Regions from separate parts of the Mus musculus genome. Here regions 1, 3, 4, 5, 6 and 7 are each linked to region 2. Evidence: chromatin contacts called from public Hi-C, HiCAR-type and HiChIP or PLAC-seq data. All regions are on one chromosome and are shown on one strand. The core of a region is the stretch at or near the end of the contact, and the rest is flanking DNA. Distances in the headings are between cores, read along the strand shown. Region 1 has its middle 41 kb from the start of Gm40661. Region 2 has its middle 46 kb from the start of Gm40658. Region 3 has its middle 33 kb from the start of Gm35413. Region 4 overlaps Gm35330 (a long non-coding RNA gene). Region 5 has its middle 24 kb from the start of Gm40661. Region 6 has its middle 58 kb from the start of Gm35330. Region 7 has its middle 3.9 kb from the start of Gm40661.

Region 1 (3,841 bases), core at 1,330-3,829, 740 kb before region 2:
AACAACATTTAATTCTTTCTTTTATTTACTATTTTTGTTAGTGCTGGGGAAGTGAATGCCTTTTCATTTAGATGCCATTTCTAGCTGATGTCTCCCAGCTTCCTAAACCTGAGGTGTCCTCACCAGTACTTGAAGACTCTGAGCTTCTGGTACACACTTTGACACCATAATGTTCCAATGAAACGATGACTCTAAGAGGAGACAGAAATGGCTCAGCTGGTTAGGTGCTTGATTTTACCCAGACTGCAGTTCATTCTGAAGACTAAGGCAAGAAAAGGGGTGATGATGGTGATGTGCACATCTAACTCTAGTATTTCGGATGAAGAGACAGATGGATCCAGCCTGGCCTGCTTGATGAGCTCCAGATAGGCTAGTAAGAGGTCATGTCTCAAAAATCAAAGCAAGTACATTTAACAGTGTAAATGGATAGCACATAAAGACAAAGCCATGCTCTGGTTTCCATGCACACATAACAGGAGGGAAGAGAGGAGGGCTGAGGAGGAAGAGGGAGGGGGCAAAGAAGGGAGAGAGGGAGGACAAAAAAGAGAAAGAGAAAGAGAAGAGTCCAATAATTCTATTCATCCAAAGCAATTCTTTCTAAATCCAAGTATGCTTTCAGAAATTGAGAATCCTGGAACAGCATCTACTTTACAAGTAAAACCTCTTTGTATGCACGAATGGAAACAAGCAGCCATTTCACTCTGCCAGCATCATTTAGTTGTCATTTAGTGGACAGATTTTCTCACAAATGAACAATGACAAAGAGGAAAGCTTGCCCTCTAGTACTTTGAGATTACTTAATTATAATGCGATAATTTCATTGAGTAAAGAATAAATTGGATTAAGAATAAGAAAATAGTTACTGGGGAAACTGAATGTAACACCATATTTATTTTAGCATTTTCCCCTTAACACAAAATGGCACAGTGGCAAAATTTGACTGCAAAACTGAAAGATGGGGCCTTTTGTCATTATAGATTTGTCTAGACACTGAAATAGCTGCTCCACTACCCTTAGGTTCTGTAGGACCTATGTCATTCATCCAATAGAAAAACACAATATCGAAATGAAATATTATCTCAGTCATACACTTTATGTAGTTATAAGATTGTTCCTTTTTCTTTCATTTTGCTAATATTATTTTAATAGTATTCTCTCCCTATGTTACAAATATTCATTTTGAAGGTGCCCTATGAATAGTTGCAATATGAAGAAAATAAAAATTTTCTAGGGGATCAGATTATCTGCACTGCAGCCTTAGGTCCTTCATGACTTGAGTGTGTCTTGCAAAGTCATGACAAGTGTCAGTTTTAAAGACTCAATTTCATCAGGTGGGCATGAAAAACACTCTCTCCAAACCCTTGTCTCACTAGTTTCCAGTTTCAGTAACTTTTCTGAAAGCCTGGTCAGTTACATGAGGGTCAATCAGAAGGAAAATTGAACATTTTCTTTTTTATGTAAACTGAGTAAAATTTCTAGAAAGCCTGAATTCTTCATTAATGCCAGTGTTTTAAGTCATCTTTTTGTTCTTACAATTTTAAGGGCCTTGAGTAGAAATTTCATATGATTAAGCATTGTAAACCATTTAGTTATGTAAATATCTCTAAAATCCACACACTTCACTTCTGTATTCAAGCTTGTTCTATAACATCTTGCTGGGGTTTACACTAATTGTCATTGTAACTTTACAGAGAAGCAAAATTGCTAAATGCAAAAGTGGTCTGTTATTTCCTTTTTTTTATTACGTGTTTTCCTCAATTACATTTCCAATGCTATCCCAAAAGTCCCCCACACCCTCCCCCCCCAACTCCCCTACCCACCCATTCCCATTTTTTGGCCCTGGCGTTCCCCTGTACTGGGGCATATAAAGTTTGCCTATCCAATGGGCATCTCTTTCCAGTGATGGCTGACTAGGCCATCTTTTGATACATATGTTATTTCCTTAATCTGACCTACTATAAATCTTATAATAAATATCAAAAGTATTTAAGAGATATTTAATGCAAATCAATACAAATTTTAAGTAGTTTTTAAATAAACAGGTGGATGGATTCTTTTATTTCATGGCTTCTGATAAGTGAACTTAGGTAAGATTTTCAGTATTTGCTTATGCTGTTTCTGTATATCTGATATTTCCTAGGAAACAGTAACACCTGGGAGATGGACATAATTATATGAATTTCACCTATGACAATAACTGTACATAACATCTTTGTAAATATGCATATCCTTTTCCGTAAAGGACAAAGAATACATTTTCCCAAGCGAACTAGTGTTTTGGCTAACAATTCAAATGAAAGCCAGATCCTTTTGATTGGGCCACATTTCTCAAGTCAACTTCTTCTGTGAAATCAGCTCAGATTTTATGTGCTAAAAATGACATAACATGTACTCAATGAAAGATGTAGTAATTGACTGAAAGATAGGAGAGAACAGTAAGAAAATTACAATTTGGTAAAATAAAGTTTCCTATTACTATATAAACATTAGGTTTTACACTAAAGAAAAGCTGTATTTAGTAAGTCTATTACATAGCCATGTGGATTTGAGTCATTTCCTTTCCATTAAAGCAACCTAAACCATAACTTCCTCTCCTGGTGTATATTTTGCACCCACCAGCAGATTTCAGATCTCATTGCTACATGTCTTTGTTCCTCAAAAAGAAGAAGAAGAAAAAGTAGAAGGAGGGGGAGGAGGGAAAGGAGGACAAGGGGGAGGAGGAGAAGGAGGGGAGAATAAAAAAGAAAGGAAAAAGAAATGAGAGGAAGGAAGGAAGGAAGGAAGGAAGGAAGGAAGGAAGGAAGAGAAGAGAAGAGAAGAGATCTCAGGGTGTGTTTTTACTTTCAGAGGTAGAGGCATCCAAACTAATTCTAAGAATGAAACAAACTGAAAAGCAAGCAACCAAGGTCAGTCTGAAAGATTTCACTTTCAGAAATGGAATAATATCAAGGCTAAGCTCTATGGGTACCTTTAAAAAAGAGGTTAGAAAAAAAAAAAGGACTGTATTTAGCAAGGTGAAATGACTTGCATTTAATTGGGGATAACACACACACACACACACAGTCATGTTGAGATTTCTTTGTTCCAATTTCATTATGACACAAGATAATCTTGTATAATCTTTAAGAATATAGGTTACTTTGTAAGTGAAAGAAAACAGAAAAAGAGAACAAGAAAAGAAAACTATTATCATTGCTTTAAGTTCTAGACTCTTTTTCAGTCTTAACATGATTTCTTTTGTACAAATACTTATCACATTTTCTAATTCATTCCTTCACCTCCTGGCCTGGGAAAGAATGTGCTGGTAAGGTTCACAAAGCACACTATGATACCAGCTCTTGTAGGATCCTTTCATTTCCAAAGAATAGGAGGAAACTGAGTGAAGATTGGAAATATCAGATGGAGAAGGCCATAGTTTGAATTACCAGGTTTCAAGCAAAGCAAGAACAAACAATGTCTAGGGAGACAGCATCAGTAAGCTCAGGGTAGAATCCACCACATAGGGGGACTTGTGGAGTTCAGAACAATGCTTTACAATGAAAGAAGCAACTCTTAAATAAAGACAGAGTTCTGGGTGATCCTTGGTATACTAGAAACGTGCATTTTCTTCTTCTTCTTCTTCTTCTTCTTCTTCTTCTTCTTCTTCTTCTTCTTCTTCTTCTTCTTCTTCTTCTTCTTCTTCTTCCTCTTCTTCTTCTTCTTTCTTCTTCTTTCTTCTTCTTTCTTCTTCTTTCTTCTTTCTTCTTTCTTCTTTCTTCTTCTTTCTTCTTCTTCTTCTTTCTTCCCCTTCCCCTTTCCCCCTCGCCCCCCCTCCTCCTCCTCCTCCTCCTTCTTCTTCGAC
Region 2 (3,312 bases), core at 671-3,170:
TCCCTCTTACTTTCTCTGGAATCCTAGTTGACCAATGGGAATCAGGGTCCCCTCCTCTGGTTAGGTCTGTCAGCAGATGAGAACATATGCACCATGGATCATGCATGGAACTTGCTGAACATAGTCTAAGAGCTGAATCTTACAAATTAATGACATAAGAAAATAAATGATTTAATAAGCAAAAGTCATATTAAAGCCACCAAGGTACGTTTTCTCATTCAAAACAAGAATTAGGCTATTTTATTCCTGATGAAATGATAGTATGTGACCAAAACAGTCAAAGACAAAGGAAGGGCAAAGTTCCTTTTAATTAACTGAAGTTGTCTTTCAGATATAAATGCATACAGAAAGCCACTCTATGATGTATGTATTAATGATGATACAAGTGGTTGCATTTAAAACCCATAATCTGAGGATTGCCCTCTCTGGCTCTGTGAATACTGAAATATTATTTCTACAATTGGGTTCAATGCCCAACATACGTTAAATGGTGCAAGGTGGTATCATGTCTCTAATCCTCACAAAAGAGAAATAGCACATAGAGGATTAAAAGGTGAAGACCAACCTCAATAGGCCAGCCTGGATGGCATGAGATCCTTTCTAGGCAAAGTAAACATACAGTACTAGTTACTGTAACACCTTCTTCCAATACTTGCTATTTTTTTTCCTTCAACTTTCTGAAAAGCTACTGTTCTTGAGAAGGAACAAGAAAGAGCTGTATATGCAGGTTCATAATGCTGGCTCCATTAACCACTCTACTCTATAAGCACAATGAAGTTAGACTTTCTCCAAAGCACCCCTTTGGCTTCTTGGGGTGTATATGGCCCCCGAGGGCTTTGTTTTAGTTCTGGTCTTGTGACTCACAGGTTCAACATGACATTCTCCTTATTCTGCTCCTGTCTTTGCTGTTTACAGAACAGCAATGAACACCTCTCCTGTTCCCAGCCTGAGTTAGCTCCAAGAATCTCATACTCTTCTTTATCTGTTCTTGGCTGACACATGGATTATCTCTTGTGTCAGCTGCAGTTGCCAGTGTGCCTTGGCAATGTGAACTAAGCTGAATTCATATGACTCTGAGAATAGAGTTGGCTTGAACTCCCTATTACCAAGGTTGCATCACAATCCAGTATATTCATACGCCTGAATGATCTGAGCACTGTTGAAGAATCAAATCCCATTTCCTTGTAATATACTGGCCTTCTATCCAGTCTCCACTTCTATCTATAAAACCACGTGTAGAAACACATGTTCACATAAACGTATATTGGTTTTGATTAAATGTTTATTCAACCGCCACCGTGTCTTATAGCTACCTATCATTCAGAAAAGAAAATGATTTCACAATTGTAAAGTGCTACCTGGTAGGTTGTCTCTATGCCTTTTCTTCAATGTTCCTTAATTTGTCACAGAAGAGTTTTGACTGAAAACTTTAAAATGTTTATTTAATTTTAAAAGCAGTCTAAATAAAACCATTTTGAATAATTTAAAGCATGTTTGGCATAAGAATGACACAAATAGGCATTAAAAAAAAATAACCCTCAGGCACCTGCATATGACCTCAACTATGCTATTTTTCCCTCCTTGCATTTATGACTTCTATCAGCATTTCCCAGATTTTCCTCTTCCTGTAAACATGAGCTGCCAGACCATTTAAGGAAGTTAACTCAGAGCTGACTCTCCCAGGATCCTTGTTTTCAGAAGAAAAAGGCAAATCCTTTGCCCTAGTTGCCCCTGCCCCCACTCCACTCCACCCCACTCCACCCCACCCCACCCCGCATACCAAATCCAAATAGCTCTTGGGACAGGACAAACCCACTGTAAGAAGTAAACACTTAACAGGAAGTCTCACATAGCAACAGTCTCCAGGCACTAGAGGCATGAGTCATGCTGAGCACGCGGACCACAGCGCCTCTCCAGGGTTTACCAAGCTCTGACTCAAGAGTGGAGTCCAATTACAGAGACATTTCACAGGGCTCAGCACACTGGTGATGTCAGCTGATCCAGTTACAGTTGGGGGATCAGCAGGATTCAAACAAGAGGAGTGTTCATTCAGAGTTCCAGTCAGAGATTCCAGAGGCCCTGCCAAGTAAATGGAGGTTGCAATGAAAAAGCCACCTATAATAGAAAGTACTGGAAGTCCCGCTTAGCTGTTGCCTCAGGAGCAAACGGATCCCTGTCATTATGCGATTTGTCACTTCAGGGTAGTGTAGGGAACACCAGACTAGGTTTCACTGACTTCTTGGCTTTCTTGACATCTATGTGTTAAAAGATCTGCTGGAGGAAAGGGTCTATTTTTACTCATCATTGCTTCTCCATCTGTTTGCTATTTTCTATAAACAGAGATTAGCGTCCTGCGCGTGAGCCTATTTTAATCAGCGAACTAGCAGAGCCAAAGAGTAACAGGACGATATGAACATTCTGTTTCACAACAGAGCTTGCAATTCCTGAAGGACCTTCAAGCTATTCAAAAGAGGACAGCTTTAAAAACAATAACCGTGAAGGAGCATTACATCAACTTTAATGAATACATTTAATGAGTAATACATATATATCAAGCACAAATATATATATATATATATATATATATATATATATATATATGTGTGTGTGTGTGTGTGTGTGTGTGTGTGTGTGTGTGTGTATGTGTATACACATGCACAGACACACACACATATACACACACACAATCTTAGGAAAAATATTCTCAAAAAATTCTTACCATACTTTTTTGTTCTGTTCTCTTTCTATATGCTTTAAGAGCAATTTATGAATAAAAGCCCACAATAATACTGTGCTGAACACAGACTGATCTCACATTCTTAAATAAAGATACTTGTGTTATGTGTTCTTAAGATGTCCATACAAAAACCCAGAAGAAAAGGTATCTCAAAGTAGAAGGATTGCTGAAAGGGAAATACAAAGTCTTGTGGAAAGTACATAAAAATTGCTGAAATGTAACAACTGGCACTGTGGGTAAAGTGAAGTGACTTTTGCAGAAACATCTTCACCACCACACACATGAGTGAGCATCTAGAACCCTGCTAAATCATCATCTTTCTAATGGATGAGTGTGTAATGTGTAACTGGTGGGTTTTGTTAAGAACATAAGAAACGAATGTTGTTCTCTCTTGCGTAAGTGATGTCCTGTGTCTAGAAATGTCAGTGTTTAGCCTTAAGTGCTAAAGCTCTGTTTCTTTTTTTTATAATTAGGTATTTTCCTCGTTTACATTTTCAATGCTATCCCAAAGGTCCCCCATACCCACCCCCCCAATCCCCTACCCACCCACTCCCCCTTTTTGGCCCTGGCGTTCC
Region 3 (3,575 bases), core at 750-3,249, 1.0 Mb before region 2:
CCTTTAAAGAGGTCCATGGCACATGACAAACAAACAGAGAGAGGCAGGCCTGGTGGTGCATGCCTTTAATCCCAGCTCTAGTGAGGCAGAGACAGGAGATTCTCTCTGAGTTCCACATCAGCTAAGGCTACATAGTGAGATCCTAGTTCAAAAAAACAAAAGAAGACAAGATGTGTACACTCAACCACATACAAAATGATGCTGATAATTTTATACAGAGATCAAATGTAAATAGTGTGTCTTTTATAAGGAAGATTTCTTACACGTAGCTCCTTCCCTTTGTAGTTAATACAGCCTCCTTGGATTATCTCCGTTGAAATAATGTTTAAATGCAAATTTTCTGAATTCTTTAGGTAATTTAGCTCTTTAAGATGTATTTTCCTTCTCACATTGAAGTGACTTAGGCTCCTGTGCTGCTTCTTGTCTTTTTTTGTTTGTTTGGGGTTGTGGAACTTTTAAAAGAAAGGACAGAGCTTTGCAGGAGGTACTGAGGAGCTCATCTTTAGAAGAACGTTGAGCTAGACCAGACAGACTGATCACTGTCGTCAGATTGGATGCCTTTCTGTAATTAGACATAGTTCAAAGAAACTTTTACTCCAAATTACTCTACATCCTTACGTGTCTGGGATCTACTCAGAAGAGAAACATGACAAGGTGTTTGAAACAGTCTAGACTCTAGTCATCCTGCTCTCTTCTTTTGTTTGATGCTACCCAGCAATACAGTTTCCCTTGGAGGGACAGGAGAAGCTGAAGCAGGCCACCTTTTCTATATAAGGACATTCAGACAGCTGGTGTCCAGGCGCCTTGAGGTAAGCATGCATTCAACAGCTGGATTCCTCTTCCTCTTTTTCTCTTTGTTGTTTTCATCCCAATGACATCAGCTCCTGATTTTATGATCTCCATGTTGGACAGGGCATCCTTATCTGTCATTATTATCTGGGCGAGGCTTTAGTTATGAAGAGAAGGAAAAGATGATACCCAAACTAAATGGTAGTGACATTTGTCTCTTTGCCTCTAAACTGACTGGAGTCATGCTGAATCCATCCAACAATTCCCAATGCTCCAAACTGTCTTATTTCCATGCTTCCATTTTCTCTTAACTGCTAGGATTTTTCTCCCCACCTTACCCCACATCCCAGCACACTTGCTGAGTGCTTTCTCTTCATATTTATCTCCATGTAAGACAGAACTGGTGTTTTTCTAAAATTACATGGTACCTCTTTTGTGCACACATTCTAAAGAAGTCCTGAGATTCTCTCCCTGTATTGATTTGGATGGAGTTGCCTCGAGCTGTCTGCTCTTAGGGAGACAGAAAGGTCACGTTTGTAATTGCTTTGAAAGTAGAGAAACTTCCAGAAACTTAGAAAAAGGGTTTTTGACCTTAGGGTCTGAACAGTTAATGGAGTTGTTTGTGGATGAGGTAATGTTTTGTTAACTCAGAGTCTGGACCTGTTATCCTGTAGTAACTCACTGAAGAAGTCTTTAACTGAAGGTGTGTGGGAGCACGGAGAACATTTCTGATTATAGAAACATTGATCTGATGTTCAGGGAGGCAGTTTTAACTTTCCCAGTGAGTTAGTTACAGCAACCCAGGCATCTCAGAGGATGCTTCCGTCTAGCTTTCCATCTTGTTCTGTTTTTGTTCCCTCCATATTACTAATTATGAATACAAGAAAGGAATGACTTTTCTGATGCTCTATGTCTTAAAATCTCTATTTTCAGATTAGCAACCTCAGGGGTAGTGATAAATAGGTCACTTATTACTGACGTCACAGGGAACTCCATGCGTGCCTCAGATGAACCAGGACAGATTTGAACAGTAAGGTATGGAGTTCTGTGATTAAGACTGTAAAAGACCTCAGCTCACTTTGAATGACAGATGCTAGCAATAGGTTAAAAATCAGAGTAAATGCTGAGAGTTTCTCTTTTTGAGACACATCATTTGGGTGGAAAATGACTCATGCATACTGGCTGACACAATGACCCTCCTGGGTGTGGAGGGCACTTCCCCACTATGCTTATCATAAACCCCAGCCCTCATTCCAAAGGGCCTCATTTACTGAGGGGGTGTTTTCTTCCTCACAACTAACTGGCTGAACCAGAAAAACTGTGAAATACTTTGGATTACTCAGTGAGAGGCCATTATTACCTGATCCTTATCACACCTCCAAAGGCCTTTGCTGTATAGTACATGCTGCCTGCCTCTCATTTCTGTCTTTTGTTTTCCACTTTTCAAGTTACTCTGAAGCTGGAGGGGGAGTTACAAGGAAGCCCCAGATATTCTTCTCTCTCGGCAGAATTTCCTGGTAAAGTTGAGTCCCAGATCCCAGTGTCCGGTTAGGGCTGATGACCCGTCCAAGATTAAGGCTTCCCAGGCAGGAACTAACCTCCCACATCCTCCAAAGCGCCTGCATAATACTTCCATTCTGACTTTGGGTGGCACAATTCCTATATCCATCAACTATGCAATCTGCACATGGTACTCTGCAAATGGCTGTGGACTCAGGCAGTAAAGGTCTTGTTCTTCAAACCAAAGTTGAATATCAAGGAATTAGGGAAGAAGGCTTGTAATGCAGGCAGAGGGGAAAGCTTCCTGTGGGCAAGGTTGTGACTGACCCTGGGTGGGCAGGAAGACCCTGTGTTTATCATTGTGCCTCGTGTATATAGTGGCCTCTGAGATGACAGTTAGTTGGTTCATTTTCACAATAAGGCAAAGATCCAGATATCCTGGGGATATAACGTGCCGCATAGTCAGCCTGACTTAAGTCCAATAGCACGAAGATATTATTTGGGGCGGCCTATCATATCCATAAGCTCAGTAAAACAGTAGTTGGAGAATTTCTGGAGGGTGTGTAGGAAAGTGTGGTGAAGACATCATCTCTGCACTCATGCTTGTGTCTTTGCATTGTGCTTATAGTTATAAATATCTATTTGCCAGCTCAGATACTGTTTTGCTGTCTGCTGCAAGCCTCTACATTTTCTTCTCACTTCTGTAGCCATAGCCCATATGGCTGAAAGATGTGTAAAGAAAGAAAATCATTGTATTTTCAGTGGTTCAGACTGAGTCTGTTTGAATGGTTTCAAACCTGCATGAATATAATTACAATAGAAGGAAAATTCTCCCCCCAAAATCTATATCATATTAATGCTGATAACATTGCTCTTTTTTGTCCTCTACATAAGCCAGCCCCATGTACAAGTACTACACAGACTGACAAGCTCAGCTTTCATCATTTTATTGGGTGTTATTTCTAAGATCTCAGTATAAACAGGGTGCTCCCTTGGGATGTATTTCAGCATCAGAGTGTTTGCCTCTTGTGTGAAAGATTCTCGAATTGGGCTTTGGTCCCTAGCATCACCTCTAAAAAATAATAATAAATCAATAAAAGATTTAAAAAAAAGGAAGGAAAAATTAAAATTGTCAGCCTGTGAGTAAACTAGTATTGTCTTTTCATAATCAAACATAACCTTTTTGTCAGTGGAATTTTATTTCATTTTATAGTGTTATTTGGGTCCCTTTTGTTATCAGAAGCATCATTAATACATTTCTGTAAGAATAGCGGAACTCAGCTGCA
Region 4 (3,298 bases), core at 27-2,526, 920 kb before region 2:
ATTTTGAAATTTGGATGTCAAAGAACTTAATAAATGCCTCATAGTATCTTAAAACCAGACATAATCATGACTAGGTGAGATGAAAAGGATCTACTTATTGGCATATGGCTTGTGTCCTGAACAGCTACCTTATTGGGAAAGGGAAAAGCTTAGGTTCTCTTCACAGAATGCTGCAGAAGCATGACGGCTAATTCCTGGGACAAGCAGACAGGTGAGTTCTCTGAGTGCCCTGACTGTAGTGACAAGAAAGCTGAATTGGGTATATGTTTTTGACCCACCTTTGCATGCCATTTTCCCAGTTTGGCCAAGCTAACTGCCTTGCTTCAAGCTTTTAAACCTTATGGGACATAGAATATTAGAGACCGTGTAATGTGACTTAGAAAGACTAGTCACAAGAAAGAGTTATAGTGATTCTTCTCCTTCCCTCATTGTGATCAGTTATTCTACTCAATCTTGGACTGGTCTAGTATTAATTCCAGTATTAGAGAATCTTAGGGAAGATAGCTAAAATCTTAATTACCTAGCAAAGTTAATTTGGAGCACAGCCTCCACTCCCAGAGAAGCTGCAGCCTTTCTGCAATTCTCAAAGCCACCTCCCCCACACCTGGAGCTCTAAGTCTAAACATGATTGTTGCTAATTTGCAATTGAATGTAGTACCTGGACTTCCCCAAAGAAGCTTTTGTACAGTTGCTTTTCACTGTCTCCACTTTGTTTTTCAAGCAGGCCAGTCAACACCCTTCAGCCTGACTGCAGCAGGTGTGCAGCCTCGCCTCCAACAGCGCAGGTGGCAGTTATTAATCTTCATGAAGAAGCACTCTAAGTACATATTGTGGCTTTGGTCTGAATTGGGAATAAGATGTGCCAATGAGGACCTCTCAGTCAAAGACAGGCACGCAGATCTCGGAACCATACCAATCTAAGACAGAGGTACGTGTGAAAAGGCCGTGGCTGTTGATAACACAACACAGAGCCATGTTTTGTATGAAATATAACACAAACAAGCTGCACGGAGCCTCCAAGACGGAATTGGATGGTTCGAGAAGATCTAAGATTTCCTAAGTCAGGCACGGCCGCCAGCCACCATAGCTCTCAAGGCAGGACTATAGAGCATAAATAAATTTTATGCCTCAGTCCAGCTTTTTAAAAAAACATTAATAACAGGGAGGAAATTGTAACCCCCCAGCCTGAAGCAGGCTGAGCCAGACCTTGACCTTGCTGCCACTAAGGAGATTACCTAGGGCTGAGCCTTCCTCCCTAGATTACTCTATTGTTCAGCTACTGCTGCTATTCCTCCTGCTGAGAGGCTGCTGAGCTATTATGGAGACTACACCCGATCCTGCATGTAGTTACCTGCAGCTGGTTCCAGGCTCCAAGAATGAATTGGTGGGAATGGGTCTCCCCCCTCATCCCCCCCCCCCCCCCGCCCTTTACAAGCACATTTGCCATTAAACATTTGAGCTTTGATCAGGACTCTTGACTTAGCTCCATTTTTCTCTCTACTGCCTAGTTCCCCTCTCTTTTCAGCCCCAGCTTGCCTTCCAGGTGAAACCTGGTCCATGTGAGCCACGGGCCCGTTTCCAACAGGAATGGATACAGAAAATGTGGTACATTTACACAATGGAGTACTACTCAGCTATTAAAAACAATGACTTTATGAAATTCTTAGGCAAATGGATGTGTCTGGAAGATATCATCCTGAGTGAGGTAAGCCAATCACAAAAGAAGTCACTTGATGTGCACTCACTGATAAGTGGATATTAGCCAAGAAACCTAGAATACCCAGGATACAATTTGCTAAATACAAGAAAATCAAGAAGAAGGAAGACCAACACGTGGATGCTTCATTCCTCCCTAGAATAGGGAACAAAATACCCATGGAAGGAGTTATAGAGACAAAGTTTGGAACTAAGACGAAAGGATGGACCATCCAGAGACTGCCCTACTCAGGGGTCCATCCCATAATTAGCCACTAAACGTAGACACTATTGCATATGCCAGCAAGATTTTGCTGAAAGGATCCTGATATAGCTTTCTCATGTGAGGCAAAAAGTGGATGCTCACAGTCATCTATAAGATGGAACACAGGGCCCCCAATGGAGGAGCTAGAGAAAGTACCCAAGGAGCTGAAGGGGTCTGCAACCTGATAGGTGGAACAACAATATGAACTAATCAGTATCTCCCAGAGCTCGTGTCTCTAGCTGCATATGTAGCAGAGGATGGCCTAGTTGGCCATCACTGGAAAGAGAGGCCCCTTTAGGGGAACTCTAGGGTCAAGAAGTGGGAGTGGGTGGTTAGGGGAGCAAGACAGGGGGGGAGGGTATAGGGGACTTTTGGGATAGCATTTGAAATGTAAATAAAGAAAATATCTAATAAAAAATTGAAACAACAGAAACAACAACAACAAAAACCCAGAAGACATGAATTTGGGATAGAAATGTGTGTGTTGTGGGAGATATGGATTTGGAGAATGAGATAGGAAGTCATATGATCATATTTTATTGCATACATCTATGAAACTCTGAAAAATAAGAAAAGATTCTAAAGAGTGTTTGGGAACATAACTCAGTTGAAGTAAAAGCTCCTTGGTGGACAAAGGATCTGAGTTTTGATCGGTAGCACCCCATGTATACAGCCAGGCATGGTTGCACACTCCTGTAACCCCTACACTGTGGTGGGAGAAAGAGGGAGCTCCGTGAAGGTATTCTAGCTAGGTTGATAAAGTTTAGCCTCAGAGAGAGACTCTGCCTTAGAAAATAAGGTTGAGATTGATTGAAGATAATACTATAAGTTAGCTTCTTGACTCCACCTGCAGGAGCATATATGTGTACCTCCATGATCACATGTGTACTCATATGTATACACTTCCACAGTAACAACCTCATATACCATATACAACACATCTCACACACACATTTTTCTTTTACTGTAAACAGCTTCTTTGTCTCATAAAATATCCTAATTATAGTTTTCCTTCTCTCTTTTCCCAGTTTCTCCATACTTCCTTTATCCTCCAGAACCACACCCCTTCTGTCTCTATTTAAAAAGGAACGGAATTCTAAGAGATAACATCCAGACATGACAAAATAAAGTATAGTAAGATGAAGGAAAACTATCCTATCACAGTGGGACATAGGAATCCAACAAGAGGGAAAGAATGCCAGTAGCAGGCAAAAGAGTCATAGACTCACTTGTTCTCACACTCAGTTATCCCATAAAAATACTAAGTGACAGCTATAACATATACTCAGACAACCTGGTGCAGATCCCTGTAGGCCCTGTGCTGGCTGCTTCAGGTTC
Region 5 (3,672 bases), core at 996-3,495, 810 kb before region 2:
AATATGTAACAGAGGATGGCCTTTTCATGCATCAATAGGAAGAGAGTCTCTTCGTCCTGTGAAGGCTTGATGCCCAGTCTAGGAGAATGCCAGGGCAGGAAGGAGTGGATAGGAGGGTGGGGGAGCACCCTCATAGCAGCAGGGGGAAGGGGTATGGGATAGGGAGTTTCTGGAGGGGAGACCTTTAAAAAGTATAACATGTGACATGTAAATAGAAAAAATATCCAAGAAAAGAAGAGAAAAGAAAAGAAAAGAAAAGAAAAGAAAAATCACCTGATTTTAGTTTTTTTGTCATATTGTATATATTTCATAATATATACATATATTATGGAATATATACAATATATATATGTAATTATACATGCATATATGTATAATATAATATATAATCTTATAAGTGTATAAACAAATATTTCTTGTATCTACACATATATACATGTATATAATTATGTATATGTAGATATATCACATAAGTAATGAGACAATTTCTATATACTATTATTATATATTAAATTGTATATTGTAATATCATCAGGCCAAAAAGAGCTGTAACTCAGAAATAATTACTAAAGATAAAAAGAGACAATATATAATAGAAATATTTAACTTTCCTTTTGTTTTGTTTTATTTTTTGAGACAGGGTTTGTCTGTATAGTTCTGACTACTGGCTATTCTGAAACTTGCTTTGTAGACCAGGCTGGCTTCAACCTGATAGAAACCTACCTGCCTCTGGCTCCTCAGTGCTGGGATTAAAATTGTGTAATACCACTGTTCCAGTCATTTAGTTTTTCTAATTAAGATGTAAATAAAACTATTATAAGGATAGAAAAGAAACAAATACAAGTGGATAAATGATTGAACAAAGTATTAGGAGACATTTTAATAGAACGGTTCTGGTTCTACTTCCCAGCTACAAGATAGTGGGTTGCTGCTTATGCTGCTTATGGTTGGAATTGGCAAAATGACCCCACGAGAAACACTCACCACAGCATTAAGGAAAACATAGTAGAATGTATATTACTCACGAGACACCAGTACTCTGGAATTTCCCAAATAAACTAAATAACAATGTTGCTATTATAACATTCCTGATTAATAAAGAGAAGATAAAATTACAGAATATAGAAAGGATACATAGATTGATAGTTCAATCCACAAAAAGAATTTTATTTAGTCATGAAGACCAGGGTTTGAGCTCCAGAACCCGTGTGAAAAAGCCTGACTAGCTCACATGAACTTGTAGTCCCAGCACTGCAGAGATAGAGGCATAAGATCTCTGGAGTTTGCTGGTCAGCCAGGCCAGCCTGCTTCCAAAGTCCCAAGCCTGTGAGAGACCTGTCTCAAACTAAAGTGACTATGTTTCTGAGATCCTGAGAACAGAAACTTACATACACACACACACACACACACACACACACACACACACACAGAGAGAGAGAGAGAGAGAGAGAGAGAGAGAGAGAGAGAGAGAGAGAGAGAGAGAGAGAGAGAGATTTGAGTCTAATTATGATATGTAGCTATGCAAAAGAGACAGAAATTCTTGGAGAAGGGTTAGTAAGGATGAGGAAGAGAAGGTAGAAGCTGTTTCAGTCATCCCAAATACAGGACAATAACCTTTCCACTTCAGACCATTTCTAGAAATAAAACAATCAAATAAATAAATAAATGAAAGCAATGAAAGGATGTGAAGACCAGGAAGTTATTTAATAATGGAGTTTATTGCTTTACTTTCCTTGGAGGCAAAACATACTGGAAAAATCTCTTTGCCTCCACATTCTTCAAATGTTATCTTTACATGTGACAGTTCTTTTAAAATTCAGTCTTTCTTTTCTTCCTGGGTAACATGGTGGACCTGAATTCTCCGGTTGATAATTTGTGTGTTGTGTGTAACTCTGTGTGAAGGCACATATGAAAGACTTTAACCAGGAGAGTAACATCACTGTAGTAATATCAAACTTACCATTTCTTTCCAGTGGCATTGCCCATGTGATCAAACACTGCGGAATGGATTGAATGTGGAAGCATTTACTCATGTCATCAACTTCAAAATAAGAATGTAAATGTTCTACACATACATTAAATGAAAAAAAGAAAACCATACAGCCTAGGTCTTGAGAGTTCCGGCTGTCAATACGGTAGCTGTGGGCTAACAGACCCTGAGTTTACTTGTGCTGTCTAGGTGGGTCGGATTCAAAAGGAGTTCAGTCATCGGACTTAGCTGCCTGCCTTTGCATGGCTGAAGAATCAACATTACCAGCGTCACTTCATTTCAGACTGGGGCTAAGTAGCTTTGAAAAACTTGAGGCACATACACAACCCACTCAGTTACTTACCCCGTGCTAGCCAAATAATGATCCTACTGCTTTATAAAAAGAAGGTAGTTGAACATGCATGTTGTTAAAGAGGCATATTTGGTCACTCTAAAACATAGCTGTAAAATTGCACAATCTAAAGGAAGGAACGGTTTGTTTTGCCTCTTTTATTGCCAGTTAAATGCCAGAAGACTTTTAAAGCAAGAGCAACCAGTGCAGAGGAGGGAGAAAAAAAACTAATAAAAATTTTATGACCTTAAAATAAACCCATCGCTCTTTCCCTTTCATACTTTTGCAAAACTTTCTATACTATCTGGCACCAGAACCTACGTGTAATGTTTGAGCTCTGAAAATACCAGCAAGGTATCAGAGGAAATCATATCTGTAGGAATAAAGATGCTGTAAAACAAAGCAGGGAAACCGAAATTTTCACATAGAGCAAAACAGTTGATGTCATTTTCACTCTAATATAGCAAAATGTACTATGAAAGAACAAAGTGGAATTGAATTCATGCTCCTATTTTCCCTCAGTAAAATCCTTTTAAAGGCTGCATTAGTGATTTTTATTATATTATCATATTTATTATACTATATTATATTGATTTATCTTCTTAGTGTATGTGTATGTATACATTTGCATGGCATGTATACAAACTTGGTATATGCCCACCCATGAGGGTGCTTCTGGGGCCAGATTATAGCATCTTCTTCAGTTGCTTCTTACATTGTTATATCCTCCTCCTCCTCCTCCTCATCATCATCATCATCATCATCATCACCACCACCACCATCCCCACCAAAGATTGTGAAGCTTGGTGTTTGAACTAGACTGGCTAGCCAGCTGTTCCTTGGATTTGCTTATCTTCATGCCACAGCCTGCCCCATACCAGGGTTATAGGGACACACTACATCAAGCTCAGTTCTTCATGCCTGGGAGACAAGTGCTTCACAGGCATTAAGCCCTCTCCCCAACAGAGTAGTTACTTTCTCTAACTTGTCTCAGAATTTGTCTCACAGTTTAACATGAATCCTCAGTGAACAGACCCTAGAAACCTTAATATCTTCAAATCAGAGGCCCTCAAAACACTCTGAGCCAACTGATTCAGGTTTTCTTTTCTTTTCTTCCCCCCTCCTGACAGTTTTCATATCTCCTCTGGAGACTCTGCTGGTAGCTATGAGTTCCATAGCCTCAGAATAAGACCATCTTAGAAAAGTAGCTTAGATCAACAAGAAATATACAGAATCAAGTCAGCTAGACATGGACTATGCCCAGAAAGGAAGCCCACATCTCACTTGCTATGCCTAGTATTTATTTATTGTACTGGTTTGCCTGAACTAGAGGCTATTCCTGAGCAGCCGC
Region 6 (3,291 bases), core at 112-2,611, 900 kb before region 2:
TTTTTCAAGACAGGGTTTCTCTGTGTAGCCCTGGCTGTCCTGGAACTCACTCTACAGACCAGGCTGGCCTTGAACTCAGAAATCTGCCTGCCTCTAACCCCCACCCCCCAAGTGCTGGGATTAAAGGCATGTACCACCACTGCCTGGCTGATAGTCAGTATTTTAATCATGAAAATTTTTGGAGGTGACCAATTGAAACATAAGTAGGTGTATTGAGTTGTGAATTCTGCACTGTCTGCCATACTCTTGGGAAGGGCCTAATACTTGTGACAACTATTCTTGATTGTCCTTTGTCCTCCAGCTACCCTAGGAGCTGTGCCTTCCTCTACCATTCAATTTTCTATATTCCTTTCCCGGGCATTGCTCTCCTCCCTTCTCTTGGGGAAGTAGCTGTGAGTAAAGCCTTTTTCTCTTTTGTCTACTGCAGGAAATCCATCTCAGAGCTTTAAACATGGCAGATAAATACTTGACCATCAAGCTTAGTCATCAGCCCTTGAGAACATCTTAGTATTCGCCCCGGGAACTTTCCACAGACTAGGCACAAATGTGAAGTAAAACTGTGTTTTCTTTGATTTGGGATTTTAGATCAGGGGTCATTTTAATAAGTGCTTGTTTTGTTTTGGATTTGATTGACCATCATACATATACACTGCAGGTCATGGCTATATAAAAGTACCCTAACCTCTCAAATATAATTTGCTGTCTGGAAATATAATAAAATTAACATAAATTAAGAACTTAGAATTTCATGGAGAAAATAAGCCTGGACAAGTAACATGATAAAACTCTAGACTCTATGTCCATGCCTCTGGATTCTAAAAAAATTATTTAAGCAAGATAATTTCAGCCAGGTCAAGGCAATTCTTCAAAGAAAATGGAAATGATCTCTATGCTAACACCTGTATCATAACTTTTTTATAGTTGTAATACAGCGAGTCCATTACTGCTTTTTTATTTTTTAAATATTAATTCAAAATTTTTTCTTGCTTTGTGACTAGCCTTTTCCCATCTAGGTTTGTTGCATAGGTTTGTTGACAAGAGCACACTTTGACATTTAGGGAGAGAGGTTTGCCTTTAAAGTGGAAAAGTTAAGGTTGACTACTCTTCTAAAATGATAAAATTGCTCTTTCAAATAGGACTTTTTGCCACAGACTTGCTTTTAATTTAACATAGTACCAAAGCTTAGTCTTCGTGGAGTTCAGATTATACTAAGAAAATGTACAATTTGTGGTAAACAGAACCACTTCCTCTGGAGAGCTAATGTAAATCATGAATTAGGCAGCAACTTGCTACTCCAACCTGTCTGAGGTCCTCTGAGTCCACAGGACTGAGAGCCTGAGTTCCATTTCAGTGACTCATTGTAGATCAGAAGGGGAAATTCCAAAGAAACACTAGAAGAATTTTTTTCACTGATAATAAGTGAGGTATCCCAAAGGTTCACTAAGACCATTTTCAAGAAGAACAACAACACATGAGAAAAGAGAAATAGAATCAAAGAAAAGTCCAACCTGTGAAGAGAATTAATGTTTGTTTTCCTCAGGCTGACCTTCAAGATCCCCTTGCTTTTTAGAGAAAAAGGAAAAAGAAATTAGAAAAATTCTGCGAGGGGAAAAAAAAAAACTAATAAAGCAGCCTTATAATTGTCCTCTGCTCATCAAACTGATTGCAGCCTGGGGTTGCTGATGTGTATTTGATGTGTGTAGTTTTCTGAAAACCAAGGAAATCCTGTTCTAGTAAGAAATTACCAGTAGCTGCAATTCTCAGAAGTTAAACAGCATTGCCGAAATAACTCTGCACCACCTTACTGAAGACCTAGTTAGGTATTTTCAACCACATTAATAGTGTTTATCATCACATTCTTAAGTTCTAGAGCTATGGTCAATATTTTAAGGGTCTGTTTAGAACTATTTGTTTGCACATATTTCTTCATAATCATACCAGTTAATAATATACAGTTAAATTACTCCTGATGCCAGTGGGGCAACTAAAAAGGTGAGGAAATAATTTTATGTTAAATAAGACATAAAAGCATCTCAAGACCGAGTTATTCTACATGATCCTAGTTAGCTCTTTTTCTTTTGACAGTGACAGTAGCAGCAATTAAAGGAGTCAGAGGGTGGCTCTTCCGTTTCATCGTAAAATTAATTAAATTTTATCTTTTTATTTAGTAATAAATGTCATAAACAGGCTTTTTAAAATCTGAAAATAGTTCACTGTGTCTCTTCTATATTTTCATTTCACATTGATACTAGGAGGCACAACAAACTAATAACTAGGTATTCAACACAATTGGGATGGAGATTATTATTAGACCTTGATTAATGTTTTGCTAATAAGCTAAGTTTATTTCTCATGTAACAAGCCCTTCTAAAAAGTGAGCCAACTTTGAAAAACGTCTCTTACTGATTCTCTGAGTACCACCTACTTCTGAATATGAAAGGACTTAAGATTATCCTTATCTTCTGTACTCCAGGTTTTCTGTTCCTAGGATACCCTCAGTTTGTGTTTATTGATTCTATTTCCATTTCGAGTTCTTGAACAGTTTTATTTATTTATTTCCTTCATCTGCTCAATTGTGGTTTCCTGTATTTCTTTAAGGAGTTTATTTGTTTTCTCTTTAAAGGCCTTTAACTATTTGGTTGTATTTTTCTGTATTTCTTTAAGGGATTTATTCATTTCACCTTTAAAAGTGTCTATCATCTCTATAAGATTGAATTTAGGGTCATTTTCTTCTGTTTTGGTTGTGTTGGGATATCCAAGGCTTGCTGTAGTAGGTTCGCTATGTTCTGAAGGTCTCATTTTCCCTGGTTTTTGTTGATTGTGTTCTTTCTTTCGAGTGCCCTTAGCCATCTGGATAGCTTTATTGTCTGGATGTTTCCATTGAAGTAAGTATTGGGAGGGGCTAACCTCAATGATCGTCTGAGCCAGGCCTCTGATGGGTACCCTTGGGTTATATGGTACTGGATCCACAGGTCTGATAAATGTGAGCAGAGAGGTATTGGGGTACTTGAGGTATGCCAGGGATAGCTGGCAGCTCAGGGAAGCTGGGAGTGTCCCAGAGTACTCAGTAGGTAGGAAAGATGGTGCAAAAGAGAGTCTAACCAGTATGCTTCTGAAACTGCAGGTCTGATGAACAGGAATGGGAACAGGAACAGGAACAACAAATGTAAGCAGCACCAAGAGACTAAAAGAGATGGAAGAGAAAATCCCAGGCATAAAAGATACAGTATAAGAAATTTATATATCAGTCAAAGAAAATGTTAAATCTAAAAAATTCCTGGCACAAAGTAT
Region 7 (3,588 bases), core at 682-3,181, 780 kb before region 2:
GGGAGGAAAGGGTTTATTCAGCTTACACTTTCACACTGCTGTTCATCACCAAAGGAGGTCAGGTCTGGGACTCACAGGGCAGGAATTTGGAGGCAGGAGCTGATACAGAGGCCACAGAGGGGTGCTGCTTGCTTCCCCTGGCTTGTTCAGCCTGCTTTTTTATAGAAACCAGGACTACCTGCCCAGGGATGGCCCCACCCATAATGGGCTTTCCCACCTTGATCACTAATTGAGAAAATGCCTTACAGCTGAATCTCAAGGAGGCATTTACTCAAGGGAGGCTCTTTTCTCTGTGATAACTCCAGCTTGTGTCAAATTGGCAAACAAAACCATCCAGTAAGTACAGGGTATCTGGGAGCAGCGAAAAGAAGGACTCAAAGTCTCAAAGTCAATTGGTGGTTCCAAGCTGACCACTGGTCTTCTGTTTGATACAACTTTTCCAGTCTGCTTTCTACGTTCTGCTTTCTCTCTGGAGATTTCTCTGTCTATATTCTGCTTGCTTGCTATTCTAAGAGATCTCTCTGTCCATGTCCTGCTTCCTTGTGTGTGTGTGTGTGTGTGTGTGTGTGTGTGTGTGTGTGCGCGTGCGCACCTGTCTCTTTGTCAGTTCTCCAAGCAGTTTTCTGTTTTTTTTCCTAAAAAGTTCTCTGAATAGCTCACCTCCTGCAGAACACAGGTCTTGTCTTTTATTTTACATTATCAACCCAGTCATTTACTCCAGGTTTACTTTAGATTATTCTATGAATCAGCATCTGGATTCAGAAGTGAAAGCAAGCAAACATTTTTTTTTTCCAAAGGCTGCAAAAGAATTCAAAGATCAGTCTTCCTTTGTTAAACACAAAGGATTAAGTAGTTGGGTGGGTCTCTTCCCTGAAATTACCATTTCTACCACACCTGGGCCTCACCTTTATGTGTCCCAGGCTGACCTTGAATTCAATCTGCCTGCCTTTGTATCTTTCTGACAAGCTGGCTCCTAGTGCAGCTGCCTTTGTTCCTTTAGATTCATGAAGCCCCTCATAATTCATATTGCATTCTTATATTTTGCATAGTTGAGAAATTATATATTTTCAAACTCCGGTATCTAGAGCTCTTTCCCATAGCCTTAAGGGTTGTCTTGAAGGTCCCAGACTTCACCATTTTGCTGAGACTTTAGCCACACCTTCACCTCCTGGTCTCCTGTTGGCTGATCATCAAGGAGTCATTAAAATTAACACAGAGGACATTTCTTGGAGGAATGTGAAATATGTAAATTATTACACAAACAAGCCTTATGCCCACAGTGCCCATCTAGATTCCAGGAGGCTTATACCGGGGCGCTGTCCTGGGGCAGGAACGATGTCACCATGTCACTTTGTCCCCACCAGGGCCATGCTGGACTCTGCACCTTGTGGTCCATGTGTGTATGCTAATACTGTGCGGAAAATGTCCACCATAGCTTTAGTCCTGCGAATATTTTCAGCCTGAAGACCGCTCCTCTACAGAGATCGCTACTACTGAGCTTAGGTAAACCTCTCTCCTCATGTCAGCTGGACACCATCAACTCTGCCTCATTACTTTTCTGTACAGAAATAAATCTATCACCTTGATCAGTTGTATGCAGTCAACTGGTTGTCTTACTGTTCTACTTTACACATGCTGTGCTTGTGGGGTATGGGGGTTTCTCAGAGAGCCTGCTCTATAGGATCCCAGCTTTCTGTTCAAACACCTGTCTTCTCTCATTTCTTCATTACCACAATCAGGTTCGTACTTGGAGTCATACACAGAAGCAGCACTTGGTCTTTGAATTTCAACAATCATAGTGTAGTGCTTGTCTCAACTAGAATATTATAAACAGAGCTCAGAAGTCAATGGTTATAGCACCCTGAACACATCTGGCCTGAAAGTTATGCAGTATTTGGCCTGGTTAGTTCCTGGGAGGTGTTTCGTTTTACCTTGAGGTCCTAAGCCCTGACTCATAGAACTGGAAAGTTTACAAGCCGATCATAAGTGCTTAATGTGTGTCTGCGTGAGCGAAAGTCTCTTCCTGTAAAATCATTTACCAAGGTCTATAAACTGGTTTCTGTGACAGTCAAGTTTCATTTTAATTACTCCCATGCTTGTTTATGCTTTGATGATATTGTTGATTTCTTAATCCACTGGGTCAGAATTTTGCATAATTTGTAATTCGCACTTCATTTCATATTTGTATGTTCTTCCTCCTAATTAAAAGAATGAACATTGAAGAAAAATACCTGGAGGTAATAATAAGAAAACATCCATGGAAACAAGGAACTTAAATGAGACTGTTTGAGGCACTAGAACAAGCAGGAAGTAAAGAATGTTAGTAATTAGCTGAGTGATAAAGTCTCTCATTGCTGCTTTGCCCATTGTCCTTTGCTACACAGGAGGAACTGCTGATAATTGGTAAGCAGCCTTTGTAGACTGCAGAGTACCTAGTTTGCATATAGTTATATACTAATACTCCAATGGGGTCTAAAAAGAACCCAAAGCTCAGATTGGGTTATTTTGACAACATAAACTTCTTACAGTTCTAGATGCTGGAAGTACCACATTATCTATGAGCAAGGACCCTTTTTGGATATGCCCATTGCAATCTTTTCCTTCTATTCTTACCTGATCATCCCTCTATGTACAACTTTTTCCTAACATCCTTTTAATAAAGGCACTAGGTGTATTGGCTTAGGGTCCCACTCTAATGCCTTTTTAAAAATCTTCATTAGCTCTCTGGGTCCACATTAAGTCATGCTCTGATATACTAAGAATTAAATCTTCAACCTAGAACTACACAAGAATACTAGCCAGACCAGAGCAGTCTATTATTACATTGTATATAATTTATATTATAAAGTACTAAGATACATAATATTATCCCCATTTTACTGACATGTAAATTCCGAGTTATAAATTGATAGCTTAGGGGCATAGAATTCAGTGAAATGAAATCAGTCATAAGTGGTGTCATCGTCATCTTCCTAAGTTTTACCTGATCCATCATCTCCCTTATATCAGAGAAAAATAATGTGTGCTTAATATCTTCTTATGCAGAACAATGATAAATATAAACTTAAATTTTATTGGTGTGTGTGTGTGTGTGTGTGTGTGTGTGAGAGAGAGAGAGAGAGAGAGAGAGAGAGAGAGAGAGAGAGAGAGAGAGAACACACGCGTAGGGATCAAGGGACGGTTTTTAAAAGTCAATCATATCCTTGCATGTTGGGTCCTGAGGGTTGAACTGAGATCATCAGCATTGGCTTCTGGCGTCTTTAATTGCTGAGCTATTCCTGGAAAACAGCCTTGCCTTTAAGATGTAAGGTGTTTGCACTTTCAATTCTATTAGGAACGTTTTTTTGTTATGCTAAAGTCATAAAAATTAATAATCAGAACACTTGTAAAAGAATAGCACATATAAAACATTAAGGTGGAAAAATTTAGATTTTCAGAGTGTTACTTAATTTATCTTCAATTCTTTCTATGAAAATCTCATTTTCATTTTTTTTTGATATATCACTTACTAGAAAATAGTTTAAAGTACAATGCTGTGGATCAAGATTATAAGTTTTCATATTCAAATTTATATCTGAACCGATGATT

The links. A called contact is a pair of places that touch in the nucleus more often than the background predicts. HiCAR-type assays count read pairs that join an accessible place to other places. HiChIP or PLAC-seq counts read pairs in DNA pulled down with a chosen protein or histone mark.
Region 1: a contact with region 2 is called in a Hi-C map of bone marrow-derived macrophages, with 5 times the contacts expected there. The contact joins two enhancer-like sites. A contact is called at or near these places in 4 of 484 Hi-C or Micro-C datasets (bone marrow-derived macrophages, cortical neurons and spermatogonial stem cells) and 1 of 9 other capture datasets (embryonic stem cells).
Region 3: a contact with region 2 is called in a Hi-C map of bone marrow-derived macrophages, with 9 times the contacts expected there. The contact joins two enhancer-like sites. A contact is called at or near these places in 7 of 484 Hi-C or Micro-C datasets (the C2C12 cell line, adipose-derived mesenchymal stem cells, bone marrow-derived macrophages and 3 more), 7 of 115 datasets of contacts at active chromatin or transcription factors (CD8 T cells, bone marrow-derived dendritic cells, cardiomyocytes and 4 more) and 2 of 9 other capture datasets (bone marrow-derived macrophages and embryonic stem cells).
Region 4: an Esrrb HiChIP or PLAC-seq map of embryonic stem cells shows a contact between it and region 2, with 18 times the contacts expected there. The contact joins two enhancer-like sites. A contact is called at or near these places in 4 of 484 Hi-C or Micro-C datasets (embryonic stem cells and uterus) and 6 of 115 datasets of contacts at active chromatin or transcription factors (embryonic stem cells and epiblast stem cells).
Region 5: a contact with region 2 is called in a Hi-C map of uterus, with 2.6 times the contacts expected there. The contact joins two enhancer-like sites. A contact is called at or near these places in 1 of 39 promoter capture datasets (3T3-L1-derived adipocytes), 3 of 484 Hi-C or Micro-C datasets (bone marrow-derived macrophages, embryonic stem cells and uterus), 2 of 115 datasets of contacts at active chromatin or transcription factors (both in embryonic stem cells) and 1 of 9 other capture datasets (embryonic stem cells).
Region 6: a FOXA1 HiChIP or PLAC-seq map of pancreatic cancer cells shows a contact between it and region 2. The contact joins two enhancer-like sites. A contact is called at or near these places in 3 of 484 Hi-C or Micro-C datasets (the AML12 cell line and Th1 cells) and 4 of 115 datasets of contacts at active chromatin or transcription factors (the NIH/3T3 cell line, embryonic stem cells, pancreatic cancer cells and 1 more).
Region 7: a HiCAR-type map of embryonic stem cells shows a contact between it and region 2, with 6 times the contacts expected there. The contact joins two enhancer-like sites. A contact is called at or near these places in 2 of 484 Hi-C or Micro-C datasets (pancreatic cancer cells and reprogramming fibroblasts), 11 of 115 datasets of contacts at active chromatin or transcription factors (embryonic stem cells, epiblast stem cells, heart atrium and 2 more) and 1 of 9 other capture datasets (embryonic stem cells).

The regions. Positions count from the first base shown.
Region 1 is chr13:5,510,734-5,514,574 of GRCm38.p6, reverse strand. No RefSeq gene overlaps it. Among named protein-coding and RNA genes, the nearest start is that of Gm40661, 41 kb to the left of the region's middle. Within about 2 kb of position 2,579, at least 44 of the 459 cell types and tissues checked have an H3K27ac peak or open chromatin away from gene starts, as enhancers often do. A contact at or near this core is called in bone marrow-derived macrophages, where this site is marked.
Region 2 is chr13:4,770,234-4,773,545 of GRCm38.p6, reverse strand. No RefSeq gene overlaps it. Among named protein-coding and RNA genes, the nearest start is that of Gm40658, 46 kb to the right of the region's middle. Within about 2 kb of position 1,920, at least 305 of the 459 cell types and tissues checked have an H3K27ac peak or open chromatin away from gene starts, as enhancers often do. A contact at or near this core is called in CD8 T cells, the NIH/3T3 cell line, bone marrow-derived dendritic cells and 5 more, where this site is marked.
Region 3 is chr13:5,768,280-5,771,854 of GRCm38.p6, reverse strand. No RefSeq gene overlaps it. Among named protein-coding and RNA genes, the nearest start is that of Gm35413, 33 kb to the left of the region's middle. Within about 2 kb of position 1,999, at least 85 of the 459 cell types and tissues checked have an H3K27ac peak or open chromatin away from gene starts, as enhancers often do. A contact at or near this core is called in CD8 T cells, bone marrow-derived dendritic cells, bone marrow-derived macrophages and 2 more, where this site is marked.
Region 4 is chr13:5,688,274-5,691,571 of GRCm38.p6, reverse strand. It overlaps Gm35330 (a long non-coding RNA gene), which reads left to right. Exons shown (of 4, transcript XR_001780855.2): 4 at 725-751. Among named protein-coding and RNA genes, the nearest start is that of Gm35330, 35 kb to the left of the region's middle. Within about 2 kb of position 1,276, at least 8 of the 459 cell types and tissues checked have an H3K27ac peak or open chromatin away from gene starts, as enhancers often do. A contact at or near this core is called in embryonic stem cells, where this site is marked.
Region 5 is chr13:5,575,489-5,579,160 of GRCm38.p6, reverse strand. No RefSeq gene overlaps it. Among named protein-coding and RNA genes, the nearest start is that of Gm40661, 24 kb to the right of the region's middle. Within about 2 kb of position 2,245, at least 14 of the 459 cell types and tissues checked have an H3K27ac peak or open chromatin away from gene starts, as enhancers often do. A contact at or near this core is called in uterus, where this site is marked.
Region 6 is chr13:5,664,846-5,668,136 of GRCm38.p6, reverse strand. No RefSeq gene overlaps it. Among named protein-coding and RNA genes, the nearest start is that of Gm35330, 58 kb to the left of the region's middle. Within about 2 kb of position 1,361, at least 40 of the 459 cell types and tissues checked have an H3K27ac peak or open chromatin away from gene starts, as enhancers often do. A contact at or near this core is called in the NIH/3T3 cell line and pancreatic cancer cells, where this site is marked.
Region 7 is chr13:5,547,739-5,551,326 of GRCm38.p6, reverse strand. No RefSeq gene overlaps it. Among named protein-coding and RNA genes, the nearest start is that of Gm40661, 3.9 kb to the left of the region's middle. Within about 2 kb of position 1,931, at least 39 of the 459 cell types and tissues checked have an H3K27ac peak or open chromatin away from gene starts, as enhancers often do. A contact at or near this core is called in embryonic stem cells and pancreatic cancer cells, where this site is marked.